Linked DNA regions of Drosophila melanogaster: region 2 is linked to region 1. The links are chromatin contacts, called in public targeted proximity ligation maps. All regions are on one chromosome and are shown on one strand. The core of a region is the stretch at or near the end of the contact, and the rest is flanking DNA. Distances in the headings are between cores, read along the strand shown.

Region 1 (6,010 bases), core at 907-3,406:
ACTGACATTACTGCTGCCATTGCTTGCAATGTCGTTGAAAGTCAGTCGTGCCTAAACATTGACATTTTCAGCTGAAACATATTCCTAAATCTGACGCTCGCGGACCCAAAGTGTCATCGTTTTCTACCCATAGACTTAATGATTGGCGCTAGTCTCTTCTACGAACTGCTGTGCGTCGGTCAAGTCAATACCACATGCAATTCTAGTGTCTTTGGTCGCACCTACACCTTTGACTTGGAGTTCTGCTGTTTCCTCTGCAAATAAGTCGCTCTCCAATTATTCATCATATTCTTTAGTAATTTATGCATAAACAATACACGACAGCGCCACTCGGTCGGTTGGGCGGGAGGTGTGGCCGTGGGACCCGTGCAATTGATAAAAAAATAAATTATCGTTCGAGATCGCTGCATAGAAATCGTCTTTTCTTTGCAAATAGCTAATAGAAGAGCTTATTAGTTAAACAGTATTAGTTTTGTAAATTTCTAACGGTATTCCTAAAAACTTTTTGCCACGCCCACAAACCGCCAAAAACTGCCTCGCCCACACTTTTTAAAAATGTTTTTATATTATTTCGTATTAATATTAGTCTTTTATCGATTTTGCAAAAAAAAAAGTTTTGCCATGCCCACTCTAGCGTGAACAAACCGCCCAAAACCGACCTTACCATTGAAAAATGTTTGATTCTTCTTCGTTTTATTGTTTGTCTTCCGGCATTTTAATCGGCATACCAAAGACACTTTGGTCACGCAAACACAAACAAAACGCCCAAAACACACTTTTGAACCATTTTAGGTTTTCCTCATTTTTTAAAATTATTCTAGTGTCTTTGTTTACTCATGCGTCTCTAATGTCTCGAATAAACTTTGCAAAGAAGCATCGAATCTATTTTCTGTGCTTAGAAAAGGGACATATGGCGCGGTTCTGTAGGATTGATGGAATTTAGTTTACTGTGGGCTTACAATCCTTAACTGGTCTGCTATGGAAGAATTACGAGGTGAGGCTGACAGGCAGCTATAATATGAGGGTCATCAACATTGACAGCATACAGAGAAATTGAAAATGGCTATGTCAAGATGATACGTACAGTGACAGTGACAGTGTCTGCCACACTTCGGTGTCGAAAATCCAAATGAACCTACCAAAATACGTATAATCTACGTAATCTATAATGACGCAGCCAAGTCCCGGGATTAGGAGCTGCTTCAAGGTTTCTTGCAGTACACGTTCCTGTCGGAAGTGTGTGTACTTCAGGGAAGCAGCAGTCGGGGTCTAAAGATGGCCCAGGAATTGTCGACAGTCGCACTGAGGAATTTTATAAGCTGCCGTGGACCGGTGGCCAGATTGAGGAGTCAAAACGGAGAAGATGTAGAACGAACTGTCATCAAATTAAATGGAATGAAAATTTCAATGCCGGGCAGGAGGCGTATGCGAGCGGATGGTCCACGGGTTGAAGAAGGTACTCGCGCATACTAATAAAAAAATTAAGGTTAGTTTCAAATATTTTAGGTCTTTTTATTCTGCTTTTTACCACACTATGGTTCCTATTCAAATACAAATTACAACAACTATTCAATACAAATTTTATTTGTGTGTGTAATTTTATAGAGAACACGCATAGTTGTATATATCAATAAAGAAGTTTTCGCATCAGTTTTATGAAAACTTTCTATCACTTAAGCATATATTTATTTGATTGCTTTTAATTAGTTATTGTTTAAAAACTAGAGCAAAAAGAACCAAAAAGACAGAGAAGACAACTCTGGCCCACAACGAATTAGTAATTATTAATTTTCAGTAGATATTTTATCCACTTTTTTTATCAGCTTTTAGCTGATTGAATTTCGTTTTAAAAACACCACGTCATTTTTAAATGTTTGCCTCCAAAAACATGTATCAAGGGAATCAGGAAAAAATTATGAAAAGTTTTAAATAAAAGTTTATAGCCTAAAAAAAATTATCTGACCCCCGTCACGGCGGACAACTGGCCAAAAATTATTTTAATTGCTTTGATTGTACCTTGTGTGAACAGATTTTAACATCTAGGTAAAATTGCAAACGGTTCATAAAGATGTATTCTATTGGGGCTAGGCTATAAGCTTAGCTAATTGATATATATGCATAAAATAATCTGTTTTTGTTGGTCTGGCCCTCATAATTCAGGCATACATAAAATACATTGTGATTGCATCATAGCGGTCTTAAAGGTTATAGTTATTTTTCAAAAATGTAATTTACGTTCATATTCATAAAATTTGGTACTATATATGTTTTTGAATTCTGACTAGTTTATTCTCTTTTTAGCATTAATAATGGCTTTTAGGAACTGGTTTTCGCTTCCCGCCGTCAGAGCTGATGACGAAGAGGACTTAGTTGACCCTCAAGCAGTTTTAAGGGTAAAAAAGATTTCTTTACATCATTTAATATAACACTAAACTGATTTTTATGCAACAGGAAAAATGTCAAGCTAAAGGTCACATAGAATCCTTGTACAATAAGTACCAAGAGTGCAATGATCGTGTTAATGGGCGATCCAAAACAACTGAGACTTGCATCGAAGAATTATTTGACTATGTTGCTGAGTTAGATCATTGCGTTTCGCACAGTCTTTTTACAAAGCTTAAGTAAATACCATTAAAGTCAATTCCATTAAAGGGAAGGGCAGTGCTTAAAAATAAGAACATAAATAAACAAATCTCTTTATCGAGTTTTATACGTGTTTTGTGCCTTTTGGTGATCAGAACCTTTTAGAAGCGAAATTGGGTAGGTAATACTACACTAGTGGGCATAAGTATTTGCACGCCTTTGTTTTAATACTAAACCAAGGGTATTCTATTAAGTTGAGGGCTGGAATTTGAGGTGGCCAATCCAATGTTTTTATGCAAACATTTTTCAGAAACAGTAATCAGTTTGGTCTTATAACAGGGAGCATTATCATGCTGGAGTATGAAGGACTCTCCAATCAATTCATCATCATTATTATTAAGGACATCTAAATATTTTATTTGATTCATGTGTCCATCAACAGGAACCAAATCTCCCAAGACAGTGAAGGCTACGCATCCCCAAAACATAACAGACCCTACTGACTATTCTTTGACATTCTGGTGCCAGTTTTTTTCGATATTCCGATATCGAATTTTCGAAATTTAAAAGGTGGAACCATTTGCCCATGTTTTCCATTGCCAGCGCTTATGCAATGCATTTGCGCTGCAAATGTGTCTGTACGTATGTATATATTTATAATACATTGAAGTATTTGTATTGAGTAAAGTAATATGAGTTTACTGAGTGGGCTTCTTTTTTATTTTAGTTTATTTTTATTGATATTGTTTTCATTAAGTGATGCCATCAACTATGAATAAAAAAGTTTTAACGTGTAATTATGAACTACTTGTTTTTTGTTTAGTTACTTAATTTCATAACAAAACTATCTCCCACTGCTATTTTTATTTTGTTATGTGTAAGTCATTATTTTCATTATTCTTTCATTTATACTCTTCATGCATAGTTCTAGTTTTCTTATATGGTACTTCCAATCTTCATTTACTTTCCTTCTTTCCTATATGATAAATCGGCTGCTCTGCCAAAAACTATATGGAAACTATAGAACGGGTTGTATAAAACAATGTACGAAATTCTGAAGCCACAGGTCCCAATCAGTTTTATCAACTGATATGTATTCAACTGATAAGTTTTCAGATGGTGGTGAGCGGTAAATGTTAAATTTTTAATTTTAAAATTTTTGCAAAAATCGTTGATTATTGAGTGCTTATACTCTGTACCCATGAACGTTTTCAATGGACCGTAAGTCAGGATAAAGGATTCGAAAATTGAATTAGCGACTTGCGATCTTATATAGTATTGGTATTGCAACTAAATATTTAGTTAAGTTACAAATAAAGGTGACTGAAGACTCATTACCATTATCCGACTTTGGTAGAGGAGGACCTATATTACCCACTATTACTTTGTCGAAAGCATAGGGGGTTTCTGTTATTGGGGTTTTCCGTATGCTTAGTTATTTTATTTTTTTGCATTTTAGACATTTCTTGTTGTAGGTTCTGATTTCTTTAGACATACCTTCTAAGCCTTTGAAATGTCATATCTTGCAGTAATTGTTTTTCCTTGTTTAAAAAAACAACATTTTATTTACTATCACGTTTTCTATCGATTGCATATGCAAGGATGTTTTGTGCGTTCCTCCTGCGCAATATTTTTGACTACTTTGTAATCGTGAAGTGACTTTCATTATATTACCAGTAATGTCTTTTAATTCTTTGGTGGTTATTCTTTGTAGCGCATCAGCAAAATAATTTTCTTTTCCTCTGAGATCAACTGTAAAACTATATTCCCCCAATTCAAGTCTTATACGAGTCAACTTTGAAAACAAATTGGTGAGTGATCTACGATCTGCTTTGACTGTAAAATGTTTACCGTAAATATAGGGTCTAAAGTGGGTTATTGGTCAATGTATTGCTTTTAACTCCTGTTCCAATCTGCTTGTATTGCTTTCACCCTTTTTTACAAAGAGCCTATTGGCCAAACAACCAGCGCGACAGGCAGGTTGGAAAAGTTTGCAGTCATACGACGAACCAAAATTCGGGGGCGGTTAAAAAAAACCCCATTTTGTTAGAACTCCAATGTTTGTTAGAACTCAAAGTGGTTTCTTTAAACAAAAGCCACACAAAAGTGCAGGTAATGGGCAAAGCCAACTGGCGCTAGAGCCAATGGAAGTTGACCCCTCCTCCCGGTCCAAACAAACTACAAGATGGTAATGAGGGCGGTCAGCACGGTCTCAGCAAAGAAGATAATGACTTCGTTGCCCAAGCAAGCGCCATAGAAGTAGAGGACGAACTGGATGCAGAGGATCGTGAAATTTTTTAGGGTAAAGTTCCCTAACATTACACGTAGGGTGGCTGGAGGAGAAATAAAACTATTACTCGATACGGGCACCTCAAAAAATTATATTACTCCTCTCCCGGGACAGAAAAACCCTTTACTGTATAGTAAATCCATGGCCAAAATTAATTAAAAATGTCTTGTTTCGGTGTTTAACGTAAAAACACCCTTTTTTATTCTGAACAATTCTAATTCTAAACAATTCTAAACAATTAAATGCAAAACTTGATTTTACCAGAAATGTTCTAAATACTAGTAACGGAACTGAAAAGATCCAGTTTACTAGGGCAGAAAACGTTAGCTTCATTGAAATCGATGATGAAGACGTATTAAAAACTCCTTCGATAAAATGATTGTTAAAAATCACAAAGCCTTCGCTGACCCAGACGGGGCATTACCATTCAATATAAATACTATCGCCACAAATAAAACAGATGGGGAGCCAGTATATTCAAAATCATAGCCGCATCCCATTGGTGTGACTAAATTCATCAATGCAGAGGTTAAACAACTTCTAGCGGACTGTTTAGTAAGGTCATCTAAAATAACTTTACAACCCGACCTGGGTTGTAGACAAAAAGGGAACAGATCAAAACGGGGTAAAAAAGTAACGGCTAGTTATCAATTTTAGAAAACTAAATCAGAGAACAGTCGACGATAAATACCCTATCCCAACCATTTTAAATTTTATTACGACACTTGATCTTAAGTCATGCTTTCACCACATAAAGCTGGCAGAAAAGGACAGAGAAAAGACGGCATTTTCAATAAACAACGGCAAATACGAATTTTGTAGATTACCATTTGGGCTTAAAAATGCCCCAAGCAAAGGGTCATTGACGATGTCTTAAGAGATGGAATTTCAAAGATATGCTACGTGCACGTCGATGACTTCATAATTTTCTCCAAAACAAAGGAAGACCACGTTAAGGACGTGGATTAAGTTTTAAGAAAACTCCTGGAGGCAGGCATGCGAGTATCCCAGGAGAAGTCAATGTTCTTTAAAAAGAGCGTTAAATACTTGGTGTTCATAGTGTCACAATCGGTTCTACGAAATTCACCTGAAAGGGTCGAAGCCATAAAATAATTCCCCATACCTAAAACGCTTTTC
Region 2 (6,010 bases), core at 2,376-4,875, 890 kb after region 1:
TTTCAGAAGTTGTTAAAAGGGAGTTTGGCGATAATATAGACTTGTCAGAAAATCTTGGAAACCATAGGCCAAATTGTAGAGAAGCGCAAAAAAACGAATCCTTTAAGAGAACCCCAGAGACTAGTGTAATTGGAGCAATAGAGATAGCATTATTGAAAGGCTTTAAATTAATTATTAACTTTTCAGAATATCCCCTAGAGAGACTACATGTTATGTTAAAAAAAAACCTTCGTAAGGATAAAGAGGATGAACATTGTGAAATAAATTGTTGTTGAGCTTCCATGAACGGACCTAAAAAGGCTTGGGGAGATGATAAATTAGAGTTTCGATAGGATGCTTTTAGAAAACCAATTCCGTTAATTGGAGTTGTAGGAGCAGAACCTGATGACGTATACCTGAGATTCTAAAAACGGAGCAAACGTGGTATAAAAATATTATTCATTTGAGAAAGAAACTGGAGAGAAGAAACGGCTGTAATTTTAAGTTAAGAAAAAAACGTGGACGATTCTTATTGTTATTATGCATCTGCACCTGTATGGAAAAACAGCTAATTGTAATACCCCACAAAAAACTAGGTCACTTGGCAGAAGATAAGTGCGTTAAGGATATAAGGTGGACAAAGCGGAGCATTTTATTAGAAATTGTTTTTCGTGCATTTTGCATTTGGTGCTGAGATCTATTCATAACAAAACCTTACGTTGTATCCCGTTTCATACACTCCATGTAGACCATTGAGCCTCCATTACCGATCATAATTTCAAAGGGAAAGCATCTGGTTTTTATTGATGCTGGATGCTTGTAAGCATCCGTGAGCTCGCAGAAATCATGAATCAATAAGTTAGCCTCTAATGTTAACGAAACTTTTTTTCTTTGTTCATAAAGATCGTGGTTGATCTGTATTCAGGTTAGCCGAATGAATATAATGTAAATAGTTTTAAAATAATATAAGATATAAGGTAAAACTTTAACTATCTATAAAAAACGTGTACTTTATGTATTATCATCGACTGTGCACGATCGAGAATGGAAGTTTTTCAACTTATATATTATTAAATATTTATTATAAAAATCGATATACTCCGAATTCAAAAAACTAAAGGCACCGTAAGATTTTTTAATATCTGTTTAGTACACATGTAAATTCGGCAAATTTGGTCATGCACGGGTAATCAAATTCGAAAAAACTTAACGATTTCGATTTTGAAATCGCAAAATCGGTTCTCCGGTTTTTGAATTCGTAAAGAAAATGAAAAGTATATGCCTTTTTTATATCAAATCAGATCTTATTTACCACGGGGAACATTGTTTAATCGGAGGTTAGTTATAACTTAGTTATTTTATAAAATAAATTTGAGAAGATTTGAGAAACAACATTTTGCCGTCTGCAGCAAAAAATTAGATTTGTCAAGGCGTCGCTTAATTTATCGCGAAGGGTCCATACTGTTGGTTAATTAATTAATTTAAAGGAGGGGCAGAAGTGTTGTTTGTAATCTAATCAAGGAACCGAATTTACATATTTGGGGAGTTTTGCCAAATTTCGTAGCAATATGATATATTGAATATAACAAAAAAAAACTGAAACTGAACAACTGAATCTAATGTGCATTTTACATAATAAAAGTGGATCATTTAAATACATCATATTAAGTCAAATGACTTAATAAATATACTAAATAATTAAAGCAAATACAAAGGAATTTAATTATAACAATATTATAACTACTGTAATTTAAAACATACATTTTCCAAAAAGAAGACATTACATAGAGAAATAAATATTTCAAAAAAATAGTACGTAGTAGAATATATAAATTTATAAAATAAATAAAAATATGAAAACTGTTTATTGCAATTCATATCTTAAGGCACAAAGTGCGGACACAAGCACTTAACAAACATTGCTTTATTATTTTTTTACACGTCGCAAGCTGAATACTCTAATGACAAATATTCTAATATAAAGTCATTTTTGAAATGTATTTTGTAATATTATAATTCGGCAATGCAAAAAAAGAAGTTTTCCCATGGTGCCAATTGATCAAAAATAATATAGATTTAAAGTCTAAGAACTTCCAAGGTGAAGGGCATATTTTGTCAAATTTACAATGCATGAGCATACGTGTGCACACATACAGTTGTCTGCTAACACTGTATGCGTTGAAAATACCTGTTCGCTTTAGCGCTCTCCACTCTCAAACAAAAATTCGAGAGAGCCTGGAGCCACCTCTAGAGCCACAGCGAAAAAAATCGTGTGCCAAAAAATCGTATGGCGCTACGCATCTTGTTATTCTAGTGTCTTTGACCGGAGCATGTCTGATTAAAGTTTTCGAATTTTTTTTAATAGTATAAAACAATAGTGTACACAAAATATATTGTATAGAAATGCATTAAGTGTGTAAACTTGGAATTTGTTGTATATTTTCTTGTATATTTAATATTTTTAATTTGTTTTTTGATTTATAAGTAAAATAAATATTGTTTAATTATATTTTATAAAAAAAATTGAGTTTAAATAAGCAAAGAATCCTTAATTTTCAGCTTTAAAGTCAAAAATTCACTGTATATGTAACATAATTATTAAAACAATATTTAACATTAATTGGAGCCATGCAACAAGCAAGAGCAGAGCAAAGAGCAAAGAGCAAATGTTTAGATTTTTTCGCTCTGTTATTCTAACGACAATTATCTTTATCTTACAGATGTTTTCCTATTCCTCTACCAGGATATAAATGAAGAAAATAAATTAGCACCAGCCGTGTTGCTACGGAATAATATTATAAATAAATAAGTAAATAAAAAAACATGTTATATATATTAAATGTTTGTTTTATTTTTGGGAACACCCTCTTTTATTCATACATATGTAAAATATATGTATGTAAAATGTATTCAGAATTGCTAAAACTACGAACTATGCTTATAGATATGATAGATATAGATAAACTATGAAACAGAGTTTCCGAACTGGTCTAATGGAATAGTAATTATTTTTGGTAAAACACTCGAAAAATACTTGAAAACCCGTGATCCGGAATAATAATTATAAATTTACTTACGTTCTTTCCAGATACGGTGAACAACACTGTAACAAGCAATTTATTCCATTTTTTATTGTTGGGCATAGTATGATGAAGTGAATAATTCTTTATATGTTCGTTTATTATATATCAAAAAACAATAACAACTTTAAATAAACCTTTTACATTTACAATCAATACCTACCATGTAAGACCAGAGTATATAGGTATACTAGAAATATTGAGTAATACTGTGTTTAGACTGCTGAGTAATCACAAAATCGATTCCGCAGCAACATTCGCAACAACAGCAGTCATATTATTAACGCTACTTGTGTGTACTTTTCACGCTCCAAGGCGATAATACCTTATTTAAGCTTATAATTACAAATAACAAAAGCGTCATATACAGAACGTTTATTAATTGCAATTTTGCTTTACTAGGTATTGTTATTATGTATTAATGATATTTATTATCCATTGATAATATATTAAGTGTAATTTTAGGGATGCTTACACTGTAGTTACGTTGTGTTCAGCAATTGGCACTGGCAACGAAGATAAACGCGAATGTTAAACGCTTCCGTGATTTCATATCCAAGCCTATATAGTACGCAACTAAGGTGCTAACATCCATATGTTATTTCGCCGCAACCGTAGACACAGTGTGAACAGACTCTAATAGACTTGTTTGAGTGACAATGAACCATCATCAACAAAATTATACCCCATTCACATTATTGTTCCGATGCCTGTTATGGCAAGGAACTCTTGTGGCGGAGACATCGTTGAACATATCAGCGCCGCACCTTGCCGGTTTCTAATTGTGAGCAATTGAAAATTACCAAGTAAACAAGTAAAAATATTTAGAAATCGTGACGCGTGTTTTTATTAAGTTAAATTCTATTTAGTTTATTTATATTTTTGGCACGACCACAATGTTAAACAAGAAAGAAAAAAAGCAAAAAAAGCTACTTCGTGAAGCTACAAAATATTTTGAATGCTTTCAAAGACAAAATAGAATATATAAATTATATAAATTTATTAAGAAGTTTATATATATTTTGTATTTAACAATATTAACATATTCAAAATTTTATTTCATCGCAACTAAAATATTGATGGAATAAATTCGTTGGGTATGCAATATGTGATAGAAACAATTGTACATTTAAAACGCGATATATTTATAAAAGTAGACCAAATAGTGACCAAAATAACTTTTTTTTTTTTTGACACCCAGGCCCTTGTAAGAAGTCTTATCCCAAAAGGTACTTAGAAGAAGTAGTTTAGAAATATTCCAATATATATTTTTTTTTAGTTATTTTTGTTAGGTTTATCGATAATTTTTTTACTGAATGATTTTTTAATATACTATAAAAATTGTATTCTGAAATTTATTAGACCTTTTGTTGGATATAATAAGTAGATAAGATTAAATAGTAGATAAAATTTCGTTTCTATTAAAAAGTATAATAAGTTTAAACAAGCTGTTACCACTTACAAATAAAACCTATATTGTAAGATTAAAGGCTTTTTAAATTAAAATTCGTACATCTAAGTTTTATAAATATGCTAGATATAAGAGGTAATACCTTATCTGGACCTCTGACTAATCTCATCTTTTGGGCTATGCAGCCGGCAGCTTAATGCTACAAGACCATTAGTAAAAGTTAATATTAACGTACATCAATCATTCTGTTGCTATTTATTAAAGCAAACGTTTGCATACCTTCTTATCTTTACGCTTATATTTGTGCACAGCGTTCGGAGAGACAAACTTTCTCAGTTTTGAGCTCAGCCGTCTAGATACGCCGCCTGCAAGTTATCCAACCCATACATATAGCAATCTGCCCCAGTTAATAAACAAATTTCAAACTCCCATCTCAGCAGCATTGCCTTTACCCTTGTTTTTGTCGCCAACACTTAGGCTGCCTTTACCCTTGTTTTTATCGCCAACACTTAGGCTGCCTTTGACCTTGTTTTTGTCGCCAACACTTTCCACTTAAGTAACCAAAATTAAAGTAAACACAACCTCCATTTCGAGACCAAGCCATGAACACCATTAGTCAGCAACTTCAATCTCACAATGCTGTGAAATAACTTCAGCATAAAGCTTTGATCCTTAACATTACTGAAAGTTCAAAAAGTTCGAATCAAAAGCTTCTGGCTGAGGTTGATTGGATTAGGAGTAAGAATTAGAAGATCACCTAGTAATACAGTGTCTTGTAACAGTATAAGAGAAATAAATATTAAGTAATAAAAAATAGAAGCTATTTGTTAAATATATATATATATGTCGGTGAAACAGGAGTCTCATCCATATTATTTATTCACTTCGCGATTTTGTGCGTCAGCGCAGCAAGTTCCGATCGACGTCAGCAGTCAAACTTCACTGCAGGGATCTTCTTACATGTCCCTTCTTCATCATATTCTCTAATGGCTATACACACTGGCGTGTGCCACATTGTCATCTCTCTCTAACACACTATTTATGACCACTCGATCGGACCTCACTCAGCTGCAGAGGCTGTTCGTGCCTCTGCCGCAGCGCTCGACAGAATTTTACCGCAATATTACAATTTCATCAGAATATGAAATCACAGAAGGAATTTCTGGAATGCGAAGAGTCGCGCTCCGACACGGCCTTCCTGACCTTTCACACGTCCTCGTGTGCCTAATCCACCAATCAAGTCCAAGTCACACAACTTCGTCAACTTAAGAACAATTAATGACAACAAGTAATAATCAGTAATTATTTAATTGACAATTCATCTCATGACTGATTTTTCTTTAACAAAGACATCTCCAATTTACATATCAAAACTTCAAACTATTTACATTTTCCATGACTTTAATTTCTCATAATAACATTGGCGTGTCTTCTCTCACACCCAATCTCTTGACCCCCGCCATAACACTTCTCGTCCCTGCGAGTTAGCTGTTATAGTGCAGTCATCATCACTTGACCCCCCCCATAACACTTCTCGTCC

What was found.
Region 2: a contact with region 1 is called in a targeted proximity ligation map of the Kc167 cell line, with 10 times the contacts expected there. A contact is called at or near these places in 2 of 107 Hi-C or Micro-C datasets (the OSC cell line and the S2 cell line) and 1 of 7 datasets of targeted methods (the Kc167 cell line).

The regions. Positions count from the first base shown.
Region 1 is chr3L:25,118,593-25,124,602 of dm6, forward strand. It overlaps UQCR-11 (Ubiquinol-cytochrome c reductase 11 kDa subunit), which reads left to right and starts at 2,157. Exons shown (of 5, transcript NM_001300710.1): 1 at 2,157-2,226; 2 at 2,302-2,393; 3 at 3,026-3,221; 4 at 4,298-4,394. The coding sequence starts at 2,310. The coding sequence ends at 3,049.
Region 2 is chr3L:26,010,487-26,016,496 of dm6, forward strand. l(3)80Fg (lethal (3) 80Fg) reads right to left here and starts at 3,626. Exons shown (of 12, transcript NM_001015187.3): 1 at 3,535-3,626; 2 at 3,057-3,082.